Linked DNA regions of Mus musculus: regions 2 and 3 are each linked to region 1. A link is a contact called in public Hi-C and HiChIP or PLAC-seq data. All regions are on one chromosome and are shown on one strand. The core of a region is the stretch at or near the end of the contact, and the rest is flanking DNA. Distances in the headings are between cores, read along the strand shown. Region 1 overlaps Magi2 (membrane associated guanylate kinase, WW and PDZ domain containing 2). Region 2 overlaps Magi2 (membrane associated guanylate kinase, WW and PDZ domain containing 2). Region 3 overlaps Magi2 (membrane associated guanylate kinase, WW and PDZ domain containing 2).

What was found. A called contact is a pair of places that touch in the nucleus more often than the background predicts. HiChIP or PLAC-seq counts read pairs in DNA pulled down with a chosen protein or histone mark.
Region 2: an H3K4me3 HiChIP or PLAC-seq map of bone marrow-derived macrophages shows a contact between it and region 1, with 3 times the contacts expected there. The contact joins two enhancer-like sites. A contact is called at or near these places in 1 of 15 datasets of contacts at CTCF or cohesin (the NIH/3T3 cell line), 2 of 484 Hi-C or Micro-C datasets (B cells and bone marrow-derived macrophages), 7 of 115 datasets of contacts at active chromatin or transcription factors (bone marrow-derived dendritic cells, bone marrow-derived macrophages, embryonic stem cells and 2 more) and 1 of 9 other capture datasets (embryonic stem cells).
Region 3: a contact with region 1 is called in a Hi-C map of cortical neurons, with 3 times the contacts expected there. The contact joins two enhancer-like sites. A contact is called at or near these places in 5 of 39 promoter capture datasets (embryonic stem cells, hippocampal neurons, liver and 2 more), 3 of 484 Hi-C or Micro-C datasets (cerebellum, cortical neurons and forebrain), 7 of 115 datasets of contacts at active chromatin or transcription factors (T-cell acute lymphoblastic leukemia, bone marrow-derived macrophages and embryonic stem cells) and 1 of 9 other capture datasets (embryonic stem cells).

Annotation. Positions count from the first base shown.
Region 1 is chr5:20,701,099-20,703,655 of GRCm38.p6, reverse strand. It overlaps Magi2 (membrane associated guanylate kinase, WW and PDZ domain containing 2), which reads right to left. Exons shown (of 23, transcript NM_001170746.1): 23 at 1-1,586. The coding sequence ends at 1,530. Among named protein-coding and RNA genes, the nearest start is that of Gm52763, 21 kb to the right of the region's middle. Within about 2 kb of position 1,280, at least 415 of the 459 cell types and tissues checked have an H3K27ac peak or open chromatin away from gene starts, as enhancers often do. A contact at or near this core is called in cortical neurons and hippocampal neurons, where this site is marked.
Region 2 is chr5:20,495,819-20,498,375 of GRCm38.p6, reverse strand. All of the region lies in intron 10 of Magi2 (membrane associated guanylate kinase, WW and PDZ domain containing 2), which reads right to left. Among named protein-coding and RNA genes, the nearest start is that of Gm52764, 46 kb to the left of the region's middle. Within about 2 kb of position 1,290, at least 19 of the 459 cell types and tissues checked have an H3K27ac peak or open chromatin away from gene starts, as enhancers often do.
Region 3 is chr5:20,567,391-20,569,947 of GRCm38.p6, reverse strand. It overlaps Magi2 (membrane associated guanylate kinase, WW and PDZ domain containing 2), which reads right to left. Exons shown (of 23, transcript NM_001170746.1): 16 at 594-842. Among named protein-coding and RNA genes, the nearest start is that of Gm52764, 26 kb to the right of the region's middle. Within about 2 kb of position 1,282, at least 32 of the 459 cell types and tissues checked have an H3K27ac peak or open chromatin away from gene starts, as enhancers often do. A contact at or near this core is called in cortical neurons and hippocampal neurons, where this site is marked.

The sequences.
Region 1 (2,557 bases), core at 31-2,530:
TAATTTGAGAAATATAGGACAAATACTTTGTCAAAGTGCAAATGAAGAGCTTTAAAATAAGACAATCAAATAGGTAAAATAGAAGATTGCTAACAGAGCAGCTACGTATCTCTGAGTGCCTGGGATGACAGGAAGCCTTTTCAGGAAGGAACTGCAGCGTTGTCAATCTCGATTAAACAGATTATGGTCTTTTGATTATCAAACTCATTATTTTAGAGGCAACCAATTAGGATCTACGAGCTAACCTGCAAAATTCTGACTTACGGCAAACTGCTCCCTAGGATACAATTTTTAAAACCTTTTTTCCCTACTACTGAAAATGTACAGAAATGTGACTTGACCACAGAAATGGCAGTAAAAAAGGCATCACACCAATGAATTCACTAGGTTTCTAACTCATCCTGCAGTAGGCAGGGGACGCTGCTGCTAATACCGTTGGTGGATGCTGAAGGGGGAGCCATGGAAACGTAGCATGGGAGAACAGTTCTGGATGTTTCAAAGAAACCCTTTATCCCCTGTCTAGATATGTCAAGAACGATTTATTTACAACACTTTAGATCAATTAAAAGATATAATCTTGTCTCAGTTTCCGCTTGCTCCGTGCAGTTTGATTTTTTTTTAAGGCGATATTCCAGTTTGTGATTGCTCTGAACTTGTCCAGTTTCTTGATATAAAGTTTGGATGACATCCAAATCCTTCATGCAGTGGGGGGAACTTTTTTCTTTTTCTCTTTTTGAATCTAAAGCTACACTGCACTGTCTCTCTGTGATGTTTGCGTGATTTTGGTTCTTCCGTAGCTGCCAAAGCTCCCACCATGGAACCGGGGGCTTTAGGATCAGTTTAGGTCTGCCTGCGCGCACACCGTGCCGTGCCGCCTACGCGCGTCGCACGCCGGCGCTCCCGGGCTTCGGCGCCTCGTATAGATCTATGCGTGTGACAGTGGAAATAAATTAAAACGCCGTGAGACGGAACCCAGGAAGATCGGCCTGCGTGGAGGCGGGCGGGGGCCCCTCGCCTTGGGGCTCATCTGCCCGCGGCCGAGGCGCCAGGCTGCAGGGCGCCCGGCAGCTTGTCGGAGCCCGGCACCTTCCAGGGCCCCGGCGCCATCGTCGCCTTGCGCGCTGGGCCGCCCCCCGTGGGCCGCGCTGCGGGTCGGGCCCCCGAGCGCACACCCACCTTGGCCTCGGCCTCCCGCGCGCCCGCGGCCCCGAGGCCCTCACGCCGGCCGCGCAGCGCCTCCTTCCCGTCGGCCGCCTCCGAGGCGGGCCTGCCGGCCTCGGGCCGCCCCTGGCCGCCGGGCACCTCCTCCAGCCTGGGCCGCGCACTGCGCTGCGGGCTCGCCGAGCGCTCCCTCTGCTCCCCCAGGCGCTGCTTCTTCTGGCCGCCGGCCGAAAGCTCCTTTGGTTTCCTAACGTCGTGTTCCCTTTGGATATCCCAAGTTGGGTCTGGGCCTATCTGGTGGGAAGGGTCGGAGGGTGGGGCTGGATGTGATGGAGAGAATGGAGAGAGGATGTCTTCGAGGGAGACGCCTACTTCCGGCAGGCCTGGGGCGGCGGCAGCGGCAGCACTCCAGGCGTGGGGTTCGTCTGTGGACAGGAAGCACAGGCGTTAGGGCGCGCCGCGTCCCCGCGCTCCAGCTAACTCCCCCACCCCCATGCCGGGGACCCGGGCTGGCAGCCAGGCGGCTGCTCTCAAGGGCCCCGCCACATCCCTCAACTGCCCAGAGGGCAGCCAGCCGCACCCCGGGGTTCCGTCCCCCACCCGTCCCGGGCAGCCATCGCTCAAGAGTTCAAGGCACAGCTCGGGCCTAATCCCTTTGCCTCAGTCTGCTCTTAATTTCTGGGGTCACGCCTAGCATGGCCACTGACTTGGCAATAAATCACCGGTTCTCAGACCTCACTGTGGAAATACAAGTTGCCCAGCGACCCAGCCCAGCAGGTCCCAGCAGTATAGAGACCAGGTGCTCCTCTGTTTTTAGCAGGCCTTCTGCGATTCTTGGGATGGATCTGAGTCCTCCTCAAAGGAGTTGGGTGTGTGATTTTCTCAGCCGTTAGGTGTCGCTCAAAGCATAGTTCTCAGCAATTGCCTAATAACCTTGGGATTTGGATTGATTCATCTGAAAACTATCATTGCTTTCTTGCCCGAAAAGAAAATCATTGTCTTTGATTTTTTTTTTTTTTTTTTTTTGTAGTTTTAACATGGATGGCTCCTAGACTAAGATAAACGGGACTGATTCTAGAAAGCCTAGCTTTAAGGCCATTGAGGATTTACTCTGTTGCCTTCCAAGCAACTATGTTGACTTTCCAAAAAAGTATATATAACATAAAACAAAACACTGGCCGGAAACCAAGTAGGGGGCAGATGTGTTGGATTCAGTGAGTTAGTTATGACCACCAGCAATAACATTTCCCTGGAATTTTCTTACCCCAAGGCAAAATCAAGCAGGGAAATTCAATACAGGAACCCTTGATATTTGTGAGGAAAATGTCTCATGACCTTTGAAAAGATCTTAAGTTTTATAATTCTCAGAATGTTATTTTCTCTAAGGAATTAGTAT
Region 2 (2,557 bases), core at 41-2,540, 210 kb after region 1:
ATTTTATAAGCAGCCCTTCAATTTGGTCCTGCTCGATGCTCTAGCCTATTGTTTACAAAACCCTGATCCCCCCATCTTAGCTTCCTCTTATTTCACACACAGTTCTTAAGACATCCAGGATGTTTGAAGACTGTCTAAGCTTTGCTATATAGTCTCTCTATCCTTTCTGCCTAGCGTCAAGCTAATTCTTCTCACATCTTCCTTCAAGAACCACCCGCTCTGTGAAATGGATTTATTCTATCTTTTCTGGTAGAATTAGTCGGTCGGTCTTTCGTGTGTCTCTGTGGTACCCTGGCTGCACCCTACCACGATATCTGGTATACCCTGAGTACGTGGTCTTGCTTGATGGCAAATTTCTCAAAGGCAAGATGCATGTCTGATTTATCTTTGCATACCTAGTGCCTGCCAAACTAACAGGTACATGCTTTTAGCATGTGATGGATGATTGCTAGATAACTAAATACCAGGGTTATTTGTTAAGCTGAGAAAAGTATTCTCTGGTTTTCTGTTTCATGTGATTTTAAAATAGTTGTTTTCATTGTTATTATTATATATGTTACTATTATGTCCTTTAATTATCATTAAAGGGAACATCTTAGTTGAAAATGAGAAAATCCATTTATATTTTTGTTTAAAAGGTATGTTGGATTTGCGCAACTTGTGAGGTACGAATGAACAGATCCGGGGTAGACTCTGGCAAGCACATGCTTCACTCCTCTCATCTTTACAGAGGTGCATGTTAAGCAATTTAATGATGCACTGTAAGGCCACTTTGCTAACCCTTGGAAAATGAGGACATGATCCTTGCCCAGTGCCCCGGTGTCCTGCTATATTAGGAAGCAACCTTTGCTGAGCCCTGACTCTGTTCCAGGCATTGTTTGCACTGTTTTGGGAGGTTGCTGCTTTCAGCTGTATAATCTGAATCTCTTGCTTGATATTCCCATCTCTCCAGGACGCTACCTCTGCCCTGGGCACCTGTATTTCTTCCTTGGAATACCATGACACATGGCACAGCTTTTCTGTGACCATGTGTTTCATTAATTGCATCATAGTTTTTGACCTTGATCTTTCGACTTCATTGCATTTTAAATTCCCAAGACAGGTTCAACATGGCTCCCCCTTTGCTAGTCTGTCTGACCTCTCCACTGCTTTGTCACCAGAAGGAAGCTCCCACATAACCGGCCTCCAGCCTCCCTCCACCTGTTTTTCATTTGCTCACTTGTTTATGAGGTTCAGCCATGCCACAGATGTCTCATCTGCACCATGCACGACTGATCTGAGGGCTCATCAGCTCAGGCTAGGGGAGCCCCTCAGATTAGCCCAGCCTGTGAGATCGCAGAACTCTTCCGAGTAGTACAGGAAATGCATCGTTTAGATGAAAAGATCGTTAGATGCTGTGGGAGTTTCAGAGCAGCAGAAGCCTAACCAAGAGGTGTAATAAGCCAGCGCTTAGTTTTAAAGAGAACATTAAAGCAATGGCCAATTTTCTAATTATAAGGTTTTGAAAATTCATGATGTTCATATTATTAATATCCTACATTTCAGAAGTTGTAGATAATAGAATATGATTATGGATGTCAGATATGAATTTAATTAAAAATAATAAAAAAGCCCCTAAGCATAGCTTTTCAAAAAACCCTGAACTTCAGAAGAGGGCAGAGAGTTGCATTAGGCTCTCTATGTTGCATATGAGTTGCATATGAATGCACTATATCTTTTTACACCATTACATTTGCCTAAAATATGCCCCAGGCCTGGGTATTTCAGTCCAATACAATGTGTGTTATATGGGACAGAAAGATAGCTGGTGTTGGATTCTTTTTCTTTTCAGCAGCTGCTTTAACTCCTGTACACAACAATCAGGTTTCCAAGCTTGCCAGCTTCAGTAGCTTCATGGAAGGAAAAGAACACGGAAAACTCCAAATAAGTCCTATTTTCCGAGTTCTTACTTGACTGCACACTTCACACGCCATGTAAGCGTCAATCCTGTAAGCCAGGTTCTCCAACCACTTCACAAATGAACTCATTTAAAGATGGAGAGAGATGAAAAGTGACTTTCTCCCTGTCACAGTGACATGCTGAGTGGCTGAGCTATAATTTTAAACCCAGTTTTCAATCCAACATTCTTTTTTTTTTTTTCAACATAAACACTGTATTTATTGGCTCCCTTGCTTTTCCCCTGTTCCATCCCGTCCTCGATTTGTGAAAGACTAGCTTTAATTTGGCTACATGGTAATAATTCTATGACTTAGGAAACTAAAGGGTTCAATCCAACATTCTTAACTAGCATCTTAGTTTTACTTCTGGTTGCTTTGATAAAATACACAAGTAATTTAGGATAGGAAAAATTTATTTTAGCCCGGAGTTTCACCATAGTAGGGAAGTCACAGCACTGGGTGCATGAGAGAACTGGTCACATTACATTCTTTGACAGAAGAAGAAAGTAAGAGACGCATAAGTGCTTACACTCTGACTGCGTTCTCCCTTTTTTTTTTTTTTTTCTGTTGTGAATATGTGATATTTATTCTTTTTTTTTTCCCATTTTTTATTAGGTATT
Region 3 (2,557 bases), core at 33-2,532, 130 kb after region 1:
TGTGCATACCGAGCTTGCACATGGAGCCTGCACCTCCTGGCTTCCATCTACTCGAAGGGGCTGTCCACACCATTCTCTCCGGCCGACTGCAGCACAACCACCCTGGCCGCCTGCATCCTTCTTGATCCGGACCTCCTCCTCCTCTGAAGGCTTCTGCATGAACACTCTCCTGCTAGTTCCTTTCTACCTCTGGTTTATCCTCCGGAACAGCTCTCATAAGGGACATTCCCGCACCGACCCATGAAGATGGTACACACCTCCTCCCACAGCTGTATGGCCACACACCACTCTCTTTTATTTTACTCTACCTACAAATGAACTAATAGCTTTGATAGCGCTGAGTGTTTGCAGCACATGGTCTTGCATTGTTCTTGAACCTAAGTCATGATATTTGGCTAGTCGGTGTTAAGAGCGGTTTATGTTTCTTTTGCTCATAGCCTGAGATTTCTAGGCCATTCAGTATATTCATAGCTATTCTGGTCTATACTCTTCTGGTATCTCTATCATTAGAATATATATATATATATATATATATATATATATATATATATATATATCCCTCTTATCTGAACACAGACAAGCCAGTCACTTACTTATGGTGGCTCCAGACTCAGGCCTGTTCAGAGAGCTGATGATGACGAAGCCAAACCCTTCGTTTTCTTTGCGGTGAATGACCACATCACTGGTCTGCAAGCTGTGTGAGGCAAAGCCTTCAGGAGGTGAGGCATTGCTGCTGGGGGCGGCGTGGTTGCTGTTGGAGTAGGTGGCATAGTCACTGCGCGGAGAGCTGTGGTGAGTTGATACAGAGCCTGGACTCCTCCCATTCTCTGGGCAGGGCTCCCCTGAAATGCACATGAAAATGCACAGAAACTCAGTGATTTAGGAAAGGCCTTACTGAATGCTTCCCAAGGAGCAGGCATCTAGCTCCTTGATCTTCCCTCTAGGTACAGAGAGCATTTGAAGGGCTACAGATCTATGGAATCCACTAGGTCTTCATCCATTGTTAGTCTTTCCCAAAGCACAGGGAATCCCTGACTCCAACCCCCTGCATTAGCCTCCTCTGAATTTGGTACTTGCTTTTGTTTTTCTCTTATTATGGCTTCAAGTCCCAGAGACAACGACAACTTTCATATATCAGCCTCTTGGTTGCATAGTAACAGACTGAAGATGATAGGAAACCAAGCAGACAGATTCTTAAATCATCCCAGGCATATGACTCACTGGAAGTATTTATAAAGGAGCTGGGGAGATAGCTCAGTGGATGAGGGACTTGCTGTGCAGCCAAGAGGATCTAAGTTGAATCCCTAGAACCCATATAACCGCACATCTTCTCTAGGATCGGTACTGCGCACCTATGAGTCAGCGGGAGACAGACGGAGACTCCCCCGGAAGTTCTCCAGCCAGCTGGAGTGCACAAGAGTAAACAACAAAGAGAGACAAGCCCTGCCTCAAACAATGTGGAGGAGAGGACAAACCAGAGGCTGTCCTCTGCTCCTTACAAGTGTGTTCCAGAGTATGCATGCTCTTGCATCACACATAGACATTTATGTACACACACACACACACACACACACACACACACGTTAAAAAGAACAAACATAGAAAGGGCCCACCAATGGAAGTTTTTGTTTACTTCACCTCTAGTTGGTCTGGGAAAGATTTGCGTAGGAATCTAGATAACACAGGATCTAAAGATCTTTGGGAGACGCTGCTATTCTGCCAGTGCAGACAACCACCTTAGGGGATGACTGAATTTTTTTTTTAAAAGAGCTACAGTTTTGTCTTATGGTATTTTGCCAGTCTAGAAGTATTAATTCACTCCATATAGGTGAGGAATAGACTTTTTTTTTTAAGTGGCCCATTTCTTATTTTAGGTGATAGCCACATCTTACTCAATAAGGTAGTTTGAAAGAATAAACAAATCAACTGAGATTTTCACTGAAATTGGTTTGTACGGTCTGAATCAAATCCAATAATATCAGGCTGACAAACTGTGAGTGCTAAATCTCAATAGAGGTGTTGGAAGTTTTGCTCATTTGCATCCCATGTTACAAAATACACTTTATTAATTGGATGTTAATTGGATAAACCTAATCAATGCTCCCAAAATGAAGCAGGCATAATGGTGTGGCAATATGAGAGCAAGCTGGGAGCTAAGAGAAACTAGTTTGCTGTTTTACCTGCAGGTATGCACGTGCACTATGGGCACTCTCAGTGTCAATGGAGGTCAGAGGAGGGTATCAAACCCCTGGAACTGGAGTAACATTTGGTTGTGAGCTGCCATGTGAATGCTGGAAATTGAACCCATGTCCTCTGGAAGAGCAGCCAGTGCTCTTATCTGCTGAGCCGTCTCTCTAGCCCTGAGAAGCACCTGGTTTTGGTTTTAAATGACTGTTGGTCTACCATTCAGGAAGGATTTGTCATTTTAATTTAATTGCAAGGTGCCTCAGAGAGTGGAGTCACAGGAGCAGATTTGATTCTTAGAGAACTGTCGTGGGGGACAGCGCTGTTTCATTTCCTTCCTAACGTTCATCAGGGCATCAAAAAGATGTTTGTA